2 separate regions of the Mus musculus genome follow, and region 1 is linked to region 2. The links are chromatin contacts, called in public HiChIP or PLAC-seq maps. All regions are on one chromosome and are shown on one strand. The core of a region is the stretch at or near the end of the contact, and the rest is flanking DNA. Distances in the headings are between cores, read along the strand shown.

Region 1 (5,243 bases), core at 691-3,190, 470 kb after region 2:
ACTCTCTCTCTCTCTCTCTCTCTTTCTCTCTCTTTCCTAGCACAGAGAATAACATCAAAATTCAAGAAAGTACAAAAGGATTACGGTAAGTGTGGTAAAGACAGGAAAAGAACTCTACAGGGTGGGAAGGGGATAAGAGTCTGGTGCTTTGAAAAGGGTGTGGGAAAATGGTGATAAGGAGTGTAATACATGTGAAATGGAAGAAAGAAAAAATAAGGAAACATACAAGTTTACATTCATTTAAAATTACACACACTCACGCGCACAGATTAGTTACACTAATTGGGGTGATAATGTTACTCTGAAGAGCCACAGACAATCTATATTTAAAAACAAAAAACAGGGCCAGGCATGAGAAATCCCCCTTTGAGGTGGTGGTCAGGAGAGTCCAAGAATTTCTCAAAATAATATAGGTTATTGCGTTTGTCCTTGGCTTCTTTACAGAACTTGAAAGCAAAACTCTATTGTTCTCTTTTCCTTTAAAACAAGATACCTATTTTTTAGTTATTTAATATATTATATTTCATTTTTATCAAGATGCTTATATTGTTTTTAAGTAATTGTTGAAGAAATATTGAGTTTTTCATTGTTTTTTTTTATTTTGTAGTCTGTTGCAGTTTCTCTCTGTCTAATATTTATTTGCTTATTATTTATTTTAGAAAGGGTCTCATCATGTTGCCTTGGTTGGTCTAGAACTATGCACACCTGGCTGTCCCAGAACTTACATAGTTATGCCTCCAGGGTGAGATCCGAGGTGTGCACCCCCATGCCTGCCCCTGCCCCAGTCTCTGCTCTGTGGTTCTGAAAGCCTCTTTAGGTCCATGACACTTCCAGGGGAACTTTCCTTTACTTCTCAGGTTTCATAATAAATACTTAAGCCATATTATATAGTAATGACAGATTTTTAAATATATTTTTGTTAAAATATTTGGTGGTAATTTAACAGATCAATTTCCTTTACTATTTAACTTGAAGCTAGAGTTACTTTCATATAATCTTCAGTTCATAAAGTACCGAAAACAGAAGGTATCGGGCATCTAGCCAAGCATGGAGCACAGAGTTTTCTAGAAGATGAATTTGTCATAAATCACCATATTTAAAACAGAAAAAAATCCTTATGAACAAAGCATATATAAATACTGTATTCTTATATTAATTTAAATCTATAACAGATTATTAGCAAACTACATTTTATATGTCAGGCAAGCTTTTCATTCTAATAATCAAGAACCAAATATTAGGCATCCAGAGGGAAAACATCCTTCAGATTCAGGCTTATGCTGCTCTCACACAAGAATCTATCTGTCACCTCTCTCCCTCTCTCTCTCTCTCTCTCTCTCTCTAACTACTGCTGTCTACATATTCTGCATATCTACTATGTTTATGTCTGTTAAAGAGTTCATATTCTCAGACATGATTAATATCAAAGTCTGTATCAGCTCAAGAATGCAGTATTACTATTTTGGAACACAAAAGAGGAAATAACCTACAATTACTTCCTCAAAATTAAAAGCTCTGTTTTTATTGGAGCTTAGCTTTATCTCCCGGATACAATTTTAAATCTGTAAAATATTTTCTTATATGTAGACAAGTTACAATTTAAAATCTAGATAGTAGTATATAAAACCATGAATATTAAGCCACAAGCAAGATATGGTTTAATATCAAAGAGAAATTAAACTTTATGCCAAACAGAGTGAGTTAGAATGTCCAACAAAAACAGATATCATAATCCTTATACTCATTAGAGCTCTAAGCTAATTCTAATGATATGACAATCCCACGCAGATTCCCAATGCCTCTGGATTGCAGTAGGTTTATATCCTGTGAATCAAGGAATGTCACTGTTTAGCAGCAAAGTACACTATAGTACCCTTTGTTCCCCTTGGGATTTTGTGGTTATATTGCCATGGCCCCAAGTATCAAAAGTATGCATGATCAGTCTAGGACGTAAGAAAAATTCCAAATATAGCTACCTGTCTGCTTTCTACTGTCAATCCCCCTCTCCCTACACACACAATAAACATTCTGATTGGAGAATCAACTACTGTATGAACCAATCCCACTGTTAATTAATCCTCTGAATTAGCTAAGGCATGAGTCTGCAATGAAAGCATCTGAAAACTTAAAACAGAAATATAAACAAATGTGCTGAGATTGTTTTTATGTTTCCGTGCCTGTGGAGAGCTGTGAGCAATTACCATTACAAGCCTCCGCTGTGCCTAACTGGTAAACAAGTAATGTGCGCAGGTGCAAGAGTAAATTCGTGCCAAGTCACTGCCCGTCCCGGGGCGTAGTAGTGGGGTGATGAGTGAGCAGCTAATCAGGAGCTGACACATCACACGGAGGGGTATATAAGCAGCACCATTTTCCTTTGCATATGCTATAGTGGTGAATGTGTGTGTCTTCCTGCATATGTGCTTGTGCATGCATGTGTGCAGTTGTGTGTGCATGTACATGTATGTGCATGCATATATGTTTGTGTGCTTACATGAGATTTTGGAAGAGCTAGGTACATGCAGTCTCAAAAATGAGTCTAAATTCCACATGATGAGGAACTATCTCCATGACTCCTTCTCTAAACTGACTGAACAAATAGAGATGCACAAGTATTTGGCCAAAAGAAAAATAGGACAAGCAGGTATTATAATATAGTATGTAAAAGAATAAGGTATATGTAATTTAGCATGGTGATAGTATTTTTGTTTTCTAACATGATGTCTTGCCTGAGTGAGAAAGCTATTACACTCTTTAGAAAAATATAATTTCTTATATAGTTCATTTCTGTCCTGGGGATTCAGAGCTTGGGATAACTTCTCCTTAGGTAGAAGATTTTAGAACCAACTTGAGTTTCTCACTAATTTCTATTTCTAGCACAAAGTTAGGAGGACTTGCAGCTATATTTTTTAGATGGAAGGTAATCAGGTTTATATCAAACTTTATTACATTTCTTTAGTGTCATACATTCACCTTTAGATAGGAATCTACATTTCATAGAGAAAAGATAGAAAATGAATTTTTGCCTCCTAGCACTGCAGTATCTAGTAATAATATAAATAGAAAAAGCTATTCACATCATTTTAAGCTATTTTATTTAAATGTCTGAAGTATTCTCCATAAATTTTTCTTAGATTGAAGGCAGCCCTTCACATAGCTCCTAGTTTTATATAAGCTTTGAAAATTATGAGGAAAATAGATGTTTAACTTTATTTTTGCCATCTATTATTTCACAGATACCTCGTTCCTTATTATCCAGTATTAGTGTTTTACTAAGGAATATATTATGACTGCATTTAACTCAGATTGCTTCATGGCTTTTTTTAAAAGGCAAATGATTTATATAATCTGAAGAGAAAAGCGGTATTCAGTGTGATTTTTAAAGGAAGGTAATTTAACAAAAGACTCACATATCTAAAAAATTTTCATCAAAAGTAAAAAAAGTTATACTTTCCACACATTCTGTCGATCTCCCTAATGAAGCACACCTGTCCCCACACATTTTGATAAGACCATTATAAAGCTGGTCCCATTCTCCTATTTTATATATATGCTTCTGATCTTGAACTAAAAAGAAAGTGTATGCTAGGCAAAATGCGTTTTTATTTATTAGTGAGCAATATTTTCCAATCTATGCCCATGATATTTAGACTGTTTCCCTAAATTTTCTACACAAGACTCAAAGAATTTAATCAAGCTATTAAACAGAAAAGTACTAAAAATTATATATATATATATATATATATATATATACATATATATATGTATAATTTAGAAAATTCTTGAAAGGATATATACTTAGAGAACGAATATGTAATATTTCTAGGAAATAATGACCGAGCCTCCTCCCTGGCTCTGTCAGCCTAACCTCCTGATTCTCCTGTTGCTTATTTTCCAATAAGTGTGAGGCTGGATTTTAGTTTGTCCCTCCCAGGTGACAGAATTCTGCTTCCAAGATAAGGACATCAAAGCAATGTGATTTCCATCTTATCTCTCTTTTCCCAACTCGGAACCGATGGCTTTCATCTCATGAGAGTATTATATAACTGCTACTCTGCAGGGAATTGACCTCATCTCCAGCCAATAGCCAGCAAGAAGCCATGGTCTTCCAGTGGTCATGTGACTTAACCCAGACAGCCAATCGAGGGGCTTGAAAGTCGATCTTCCTGTATTAAGAGCTCAGACGCTGCAGCCACCGGATTCCAGGAATTCACTCAGGTACAGTTCTAGTCCTTCAGCAGCCCTTGCTTTATTATTATTATTATTATTATTATTATTATTATTATTATTATTGAGACAGAGGTTTTCTGTGTAGCCCTGGCTGTCCTGGAACTCACTTTGTAGACCAGGCTGGCCTCGAACTGAGAAATCCACCTGCCTCTTCCTCTGCCTCCCGAGTGCTGGGATTAAAGGCGTGCTCCACCATGCCCGGCTCATCATCCCTTTCTAGGGATCCAGCTAATGGATTGCTTTCAGACAATCAATAAAAATAAACAATTTCATCTTGATTTTTATCATTATACAATGACATTTATCAATCAAGCACTGAGCAAGCAACATGAATGTGCCTAATGTCTATTTTTTAACTTAAATTTAAAAGTATAAATGGGAAATATTTATGTTTTAATATTTTAAAGAGTTTTCATCTGTTTTACTTCTCTAGGAAGGAGGTTTAAGGTTTAGACCTATAATTTAATATCAAGAAACTTCCAAATGTTGAACTACAAGGGATCTCACATCAATTTTGTAAATATACTTGACTTATAGGGGGTTTGAGTCTATATCTTAGTTTCCAAAAACAAAATAAAATAAAATATTAAGAAAGCTGGGCAAAGGAGAGAAAGGATGGAATCATTTTCCAGACAAACTGGAAGTCTCTCAACTCACAGGACACTGAATAGAATCAGCTTCCTGGACCATTAGTCATGATGTCACATGACACCGTGCTCTATCTGAATGTGGGACTCAGAATCTGTAAATGGTTTCTAAATGAACAATGATGAAAAACTAATTCAAAATCAAATGTGCAATGCATCTGAAATGTTCTCACCTGAAGGCAGTAAGTGAGTTTGCTGAAGAGTTGGTTTCTGAACATGTGGCATATAAACTCTATACTGTGAACACCATCACACTGTGAACATGTAGACTGTGCACTGTACACACCACCACACTGCATATGGCTAGGAACCATAGTCCTTGAAGCACCTCAGTTCAGAATTAAGGACTTTGTGTGTTATGGATTGCAG
Region 2 (5,693 bases), core at 1,523-4,022:
GAGATATGTTACAGTGATTATAACTCACACCTTTTCTGTTCAACTCAAGATAGCCTAACCTGAATTCGGCATTAGTATTAATAATTTTGAAGGTTTAATTTCAGAATTAATTTAGATGTTAATTTTACCTGCCGATTTTTCAAGCAAAAATTATCATTTTACTACTTACTAAAAGGCTGTAAGGTGTTCTCCTGACAATTGTCTTCTTTCAAATTAATTTTCATATTTTTAAAAGATGCCTCAATAAATATACTCCTGCATTTACTGTGTGATGTCAGGCAAGCCAATTTCCATCTCTGTTACCCCTCCACTTTTTCCAATCAGATTAGCTTGGGCATTATAGCATTGACCTGATCTCTGTTAGAATATTAACAATACACTTCATAAATGCAATGAGACTTAGTATATTAGTATCTGCAAAGTTCTGAGAAACAGGCCCAGCTCCTAACAGTTTTCTGATGAGAAAGCAGGGTCTCAGGCCTTGGTGAGTGCTAGAGTCATGTTTAGCAGACAGGAGGCTCCGAATCTCTCCACTCTCAGCATCAACAAAAAACATAAAGAATTTTAAATGTCCTCTACAGTTATGTTGCTTCTTTGGGAGCAAAATCCAAGTCCAAACAATGATAAGTGCAGTTCTAAATGATTCAGGGCTTAGACCTAAAATTTTTCTTTGAAACCCATTTGTAAATAAAACTAATGAGGATTATACCTTCCAAAGAATGCCCGTGACAATTTCTGGATGAAGAAACATCATTTATATTGTCAAACCAAACTCTGTTTAGGTCAGCTATAAAAATTTTCTTCCTTAGTATTTTACTTGATGTAAAACATGCTTTCTCACATTACCTAAGCTATTCAATATTAAAATCAAAGCATGATAATGTTTTGGCTCCAAAAATTTAATATTTCTCTCTTCCTTTCAACCTTTTGTTGCAATGAAAAACTGTTATTTGCCATTATAAGGATTTTCAATCTCTGGCAAAATGATGAACAGAGCACATGCTCTATTTACCCAGTCTGCTCTACTTTCTGTCTCTCTGTCTCTCTCTCTCTCTCTCTGTCTGTCTGTGTGTGTGTGTGTGTGTGTGTGTCTGTCTGTCTGTCTGTCTGTCTGTCTGTCTCAGGCTGTGTCTCTCTTGCACACACACACACATGCACACAAGTATGTTAATGCCTCTAGAATCACAACAGATTTGTCTGAGAAATATGTTAGTCTGCTTCAACTAGAAAAGAAAACATAAAACATAATCTTGACTGTTGCTTCATTCTTTTTATAAGACCAATAATTCAGTTGTCTAATATCTACAACTGCTGTCTTTACAATACTCTCTGTTCCATACTGACATTTTTATACTATTTTTCTGTAAGTGCCATGTATTTCAAACAGTGTTGTGGGGAAGAGTTATTGCCAAGGACTCACTACATTCCTTATGAAACTGGGGAATGTGGAGAGATGCAGAAATGGTATTGAGACCATGTGTTCAATGCTTCAGGCTTTGGACCTAATCATGAGCTTTGAGATATTAAAATGTTCAGTGTATTCCATGGAAAGGGAAGGTAAAAGAATTCCTTGATGATGTTTTTCTAACAGTTTTTCTTAGAATTATAGTTATCCCAAATCAAGCAGTTCTCTTGTGTGTTCTACATTACTGGAAATGACAGTCTACAGTTTAAAAAGAGCCTATGTAATTTATGTTTTCAGAACGAAGGCTGTGAACAGTAGTGTTAAGCACGGCCTCTCAACTCTGCATCTGAAGCCTGGGACTAATTTTAACCATTTTGGGGGAGAATCAGAGAATGATGCAACTGTGGTATACTCAACCACTTGAACTAACTCGGAAATCTCCCACTCAGTGTTCCTGGCTCAGTATGTGAAGACAAATGCCCGAGACCTCTAATAAATTACTGTGTGTAAAAGCTACACGTACACAATAGAAAATACTGTAAGTATTAATCAAATGATCACACTATAATACCAATAAATAATGTATACTATAATTAACTCTATTATAAACAATTCCTGAATAGGCATGAGGACAAGGGTTATTAGCATACAAGGAACACCCTGATCCTTTCTCATCCTCCTTCTTCTGGCAAAAGGAAACCACTTTTGCTTGTAGGTCAGATTCAAAGCCTCTGCCAGTTTCCCATGTCACAGGCCTGTTTTCTTTTACCCTGATCATCTAGCTTAGAGTGTGCTGCTGACTGCTTCTGTGATTTGAATCCCATACCTTAAAATTGTCAGGATTCAATAATTAAAGGGGAAGAAAAGCTTAGGGTTTGGTATTAAAAAACTTTTACTGACATAAATATATGGTTTCAGAAATACATTTAGCAACACTTCCAAGAACAACAACAGAAAAAAAGTAGTTCTGAGAATCTCTTAAAGGCTGGCCCATTATAACTTTGAAAAAGGAAGTTTCCTCACCACAAACCAAATACATTGCTCTAAATGTACACAGTCTCATAAATTACACAAATGTTCTCTGCTGGGTGCCCCTAGCCACCACACCTCAGACAGAAAAAGAAAGAATGAGGCAGAAGTAGAGAATGAAACAAGGAAGAAAGAGAAAAAGAAAAAAGAGAAAAAGGAAGAAAGAGAGGAGTTGGGGAGATGAGGAGAGAGGGAAGAGAAGGAATGGAGAATGAAGAGACGGGCTAGGTTATCTGCTACATTTTAACAGCTCACACTTCCCCAGCCACTCTTCTCAGAGCTAATAAGCAAGGCTGCTTGTCTTACCCTGGGCTACATCCTGGAGCTGATGCCTACAACAGGCTGCTATACTATCATAGGAGAGCACAGCTTGCACCAGTGCCAACAGGCCTCAGGGGACAACCCTCCTTGTAAACCTACAGAAACCAACCCTTGGCTCCCACCAGCTTGCAGGGACCTCAGAAAGGCTTTTTGCTGTTTGTCCCCTCAAAGGTAACGGTTTTCAAGCCAGGGCCAAAGAACAAAAAGCTAAGGCCCCAAGTGACCACTTTCCCTTTTGTTTGGCCTGTTAGCCTTTTGCAAATGCAGAGTTCTAGCTACTGAGCAAGATGGCAGCCCAGGCTAGGAGGGGAGGGTTTCTGCTCTGCTAACATGGATGGATGACTGAGCTTTTGAGCCTACAACTAAAGGAAAAGAAAGAGAAGCAAAGTCTCCTCTTGATGGGAAATTCTACTCTTGATAAAGGTGCCACTGGGAGCCAATGTGGGGAGGAAGAGATGTGGCACCTCCACCTCATACCACAGTCAAAACCAAATCAGTCACAGGGCCAAATATTCTCAAGGGAAAAGTGAAACTAGCATAGTAGAAAGTGTTGGCGTTTGTCAGTGCTAAGGCCTTCCCAATCAAAGCACAGGGCTTGCTGAGACCTGGTTCTTCCCCAAGCCCACATGCTGGTGCTGTATAGACAACAGCATTCATTGGCTTTATGAGGACTTTTGAATCACCAGACTGTAACTTTGAGCAGCGTACAGGGAATGACATCCGAGGGTACAAGGGCAGTGTCTTTCTAAACCCCAGGAAGACATTAGTAACCTAGCAGGAGCACCCAGGTCAGCCCTTAGAATTACTTAAGAAGATTAAAGTAACTGCCTTGTGACCATGAACAACCCAAGCTTATTGACAGTTCTCTGGCCAGACATCACATAGCAGTTTAGAGAAAATGATTCATTTTAAGAGTTCCCCCAAAATAATAACCCCCCACAAACTGTCTTGACACAACTACACAGAAGCGATGAGGTAAACCTGAAGTAAAAGGTCTGAGGCTAAAGTTCCCCTATCCTGGCTTTTCAATGTCTCTGGAACATTCTACGATTGTCAGCTTTTATCTTTGACAGGGCAAAACGGTACTTTGTGACTTTTGCTATTCTATTATTTCCTGACTTAAAATTAAAGTGTATTTTATGGAGAGCCAAGAAAAATTCCTGACACATATCACTCATTATATGAAGAAACTGTAGATTAGTGCAGAAGTTCCTGCCCTGCTATAGCAATAGGGAAGCCACTCTCCACCTGTTCTCAGAGTCTGATCAAGAAAGAAAGTATTCATGCTGCTGTATGCTCTCCGTGAGGAGCAACCAGGAAGAGAAAAGAGCCAGGTGTCTGTCCTGGAAGCAGATGAAAGTTCCCCAGTCCAATAGAACATCTCAGAAGAGCTTAGGAGGTCTGCATGTCTGCAGAAGTGTCAGCTTGTCCGAAGGACAGACAATATTCAAGAGCTGGACCTCGTCTTAGCTACGGAAGGGACCCGCATGTTATCCCATGAGAGAGAGGAGAAGATGTACTAGGATTTGTATGTGAAGTTGTTAACCAGGAAATTCATATTTTAAAAAATCGAAGCAAGTTATTAAGCATAAAATGAAAACCACCATATAAAAGTGGATCTTTTTAATGAGCTGTCTTGTAAAAGTAATTACACACAGGCGTCTAGCATCTGGCACTACACTGCGCTCTGCTAGCACCACTTACATGGAAGTGAGGCTTCACAGCACACACTGCGCATGCAGACTGCGAGAAGGAGGAGTGTATGTGAGAAAGGATATACTAGCACACTATCCTGGCACACCAAAATAGTAAGTGTTAGTGCCCAGTGTCTCACTTAGCACTCTCAACACACCCAAGGTTAACAGCCATAAAACTACTCACCAAAAAGAAAACTGTTGTGTTCTAGAACCTATGTCTCAATATAAATAAATCAGTTCTTAACCTCCCTCCTCCACCCCACCGCCACTCACCATGTGTATCTGCCTCAATCTCTCTGCCCCCAAGAGCTGTCTCTCCACCTCTCCATACAGAACTCATGTGCATAACAGTACGCATACGATTGATATATACTTACATATTATATATGTAAATGACAAAACAAAATGCATGTTGAGTGGTAGAATTACTTATTTTTATAGTTTCATTTTCCATATTTTCTGCAAGCAATATGAGGTGCTCCATGAATAATTAGCTATTTCTCCAAGGTCTGTGTAAGACTTAAATCATGGAATTGGAAGCTTGGCATACTGTATCATTTATCATCCTTATGAACACTGTCTTTTTTGGTAATAATGATTATTAGAAACAGCAATTCTTTTCAGGGTTGCGAGTCATACAGCTAGATACAGAGTGCACATAGAGTATTCCCAACACTTCTAGTTCTGTGAGTCAAAAGGAGAAGAAATTTGTCACTGGGAAAGACCCATAGAATGCCTTAGAACGCACACTACAGCTTACTCTCCACTTCAGGAGACAAATGTCTAATCTGTGAATGGTCAAGAACCCCACATCTTTCTTTGCAGACAGGCCTCAGTATGACATGCGCACCACTCATATAATAAACGGGATAGGCCAGGAAACCTTTTATCCATGGGCCCTCTATGAAATAAACCTTGATTTTTTTTAACATGGTAAAGAATATCAGAGTTCATAGTTTCTATTTTCCACTTCAAGAAAACAGTGATTGGGCAGCTGAGCACAGCCAAGTTCACCTCCAGTGTGTCCAATGGGAGGAACAAAGTGTTCCAGAGCTGCTGAACTTGGTACAGGCATTTGGAAACCAGGGCAGCTATGTCCTGGAAAGCTTGGGGGAGAGCTTGCTTGTGACAAGAAACACCTTTCAGGAGGACTCTGTTCACTTTTCCATCATGGAGTCTTTGCTACTGGAGAAGCTTGGTGAACACGAGCCCATGAAAGTACAGAAACTAAGCACAGAGGT

The links. HiChIP or PLAC-seq counts read pairs in DNA pulled down with a chosen protein or histone mark.
Region 1: an H3K27ac HiChIP or PLAC-seq map of large pre-B cells shows a contact between it and region 2, with 4 times the contacts expected there. The contact joins two enhancer-like sites. A contact is called at or near these places in 1 of 484 Hi-C or Micro-C datasets (bone marrow-derived macrophages) and 1 of 115 datasets of contacts at active chromatin or transcription factors (large pre-B cells).

The regions. Positions count from the first base shown.
Region 1 is chr4:7,403,836-7,409,078 of GRCm38.p6, forward strand. No RefSeq gene overlaps it. Among named protein-coding and RNA genes, the nearest start is that of 8430436N08Rik, 150 kb to the right of the region's middle. Within about 2 kb of position 1,941, at least 7 of the 459 cell types and tissues checked have an H3K27ac peak or open chromatin away from gene starts, as enhancers often do.
Region 2 is chr4:6,931,854-6,937,546 of GRCm38.p6, forward strand. The region is part of intron 1 of Tox (thymocyte selection-associated high mobility group box); the gene reads right to left. Among named protein-coding and RNA genes, the nearest start is that of Tox, 56 kb to the right of the region's middle. Within about 2 kb of position 2,773, at least 44 of the 459 cell types and tissues checked have an H3K27ac peak or open chromatin away from gene starts, as enhancers often do.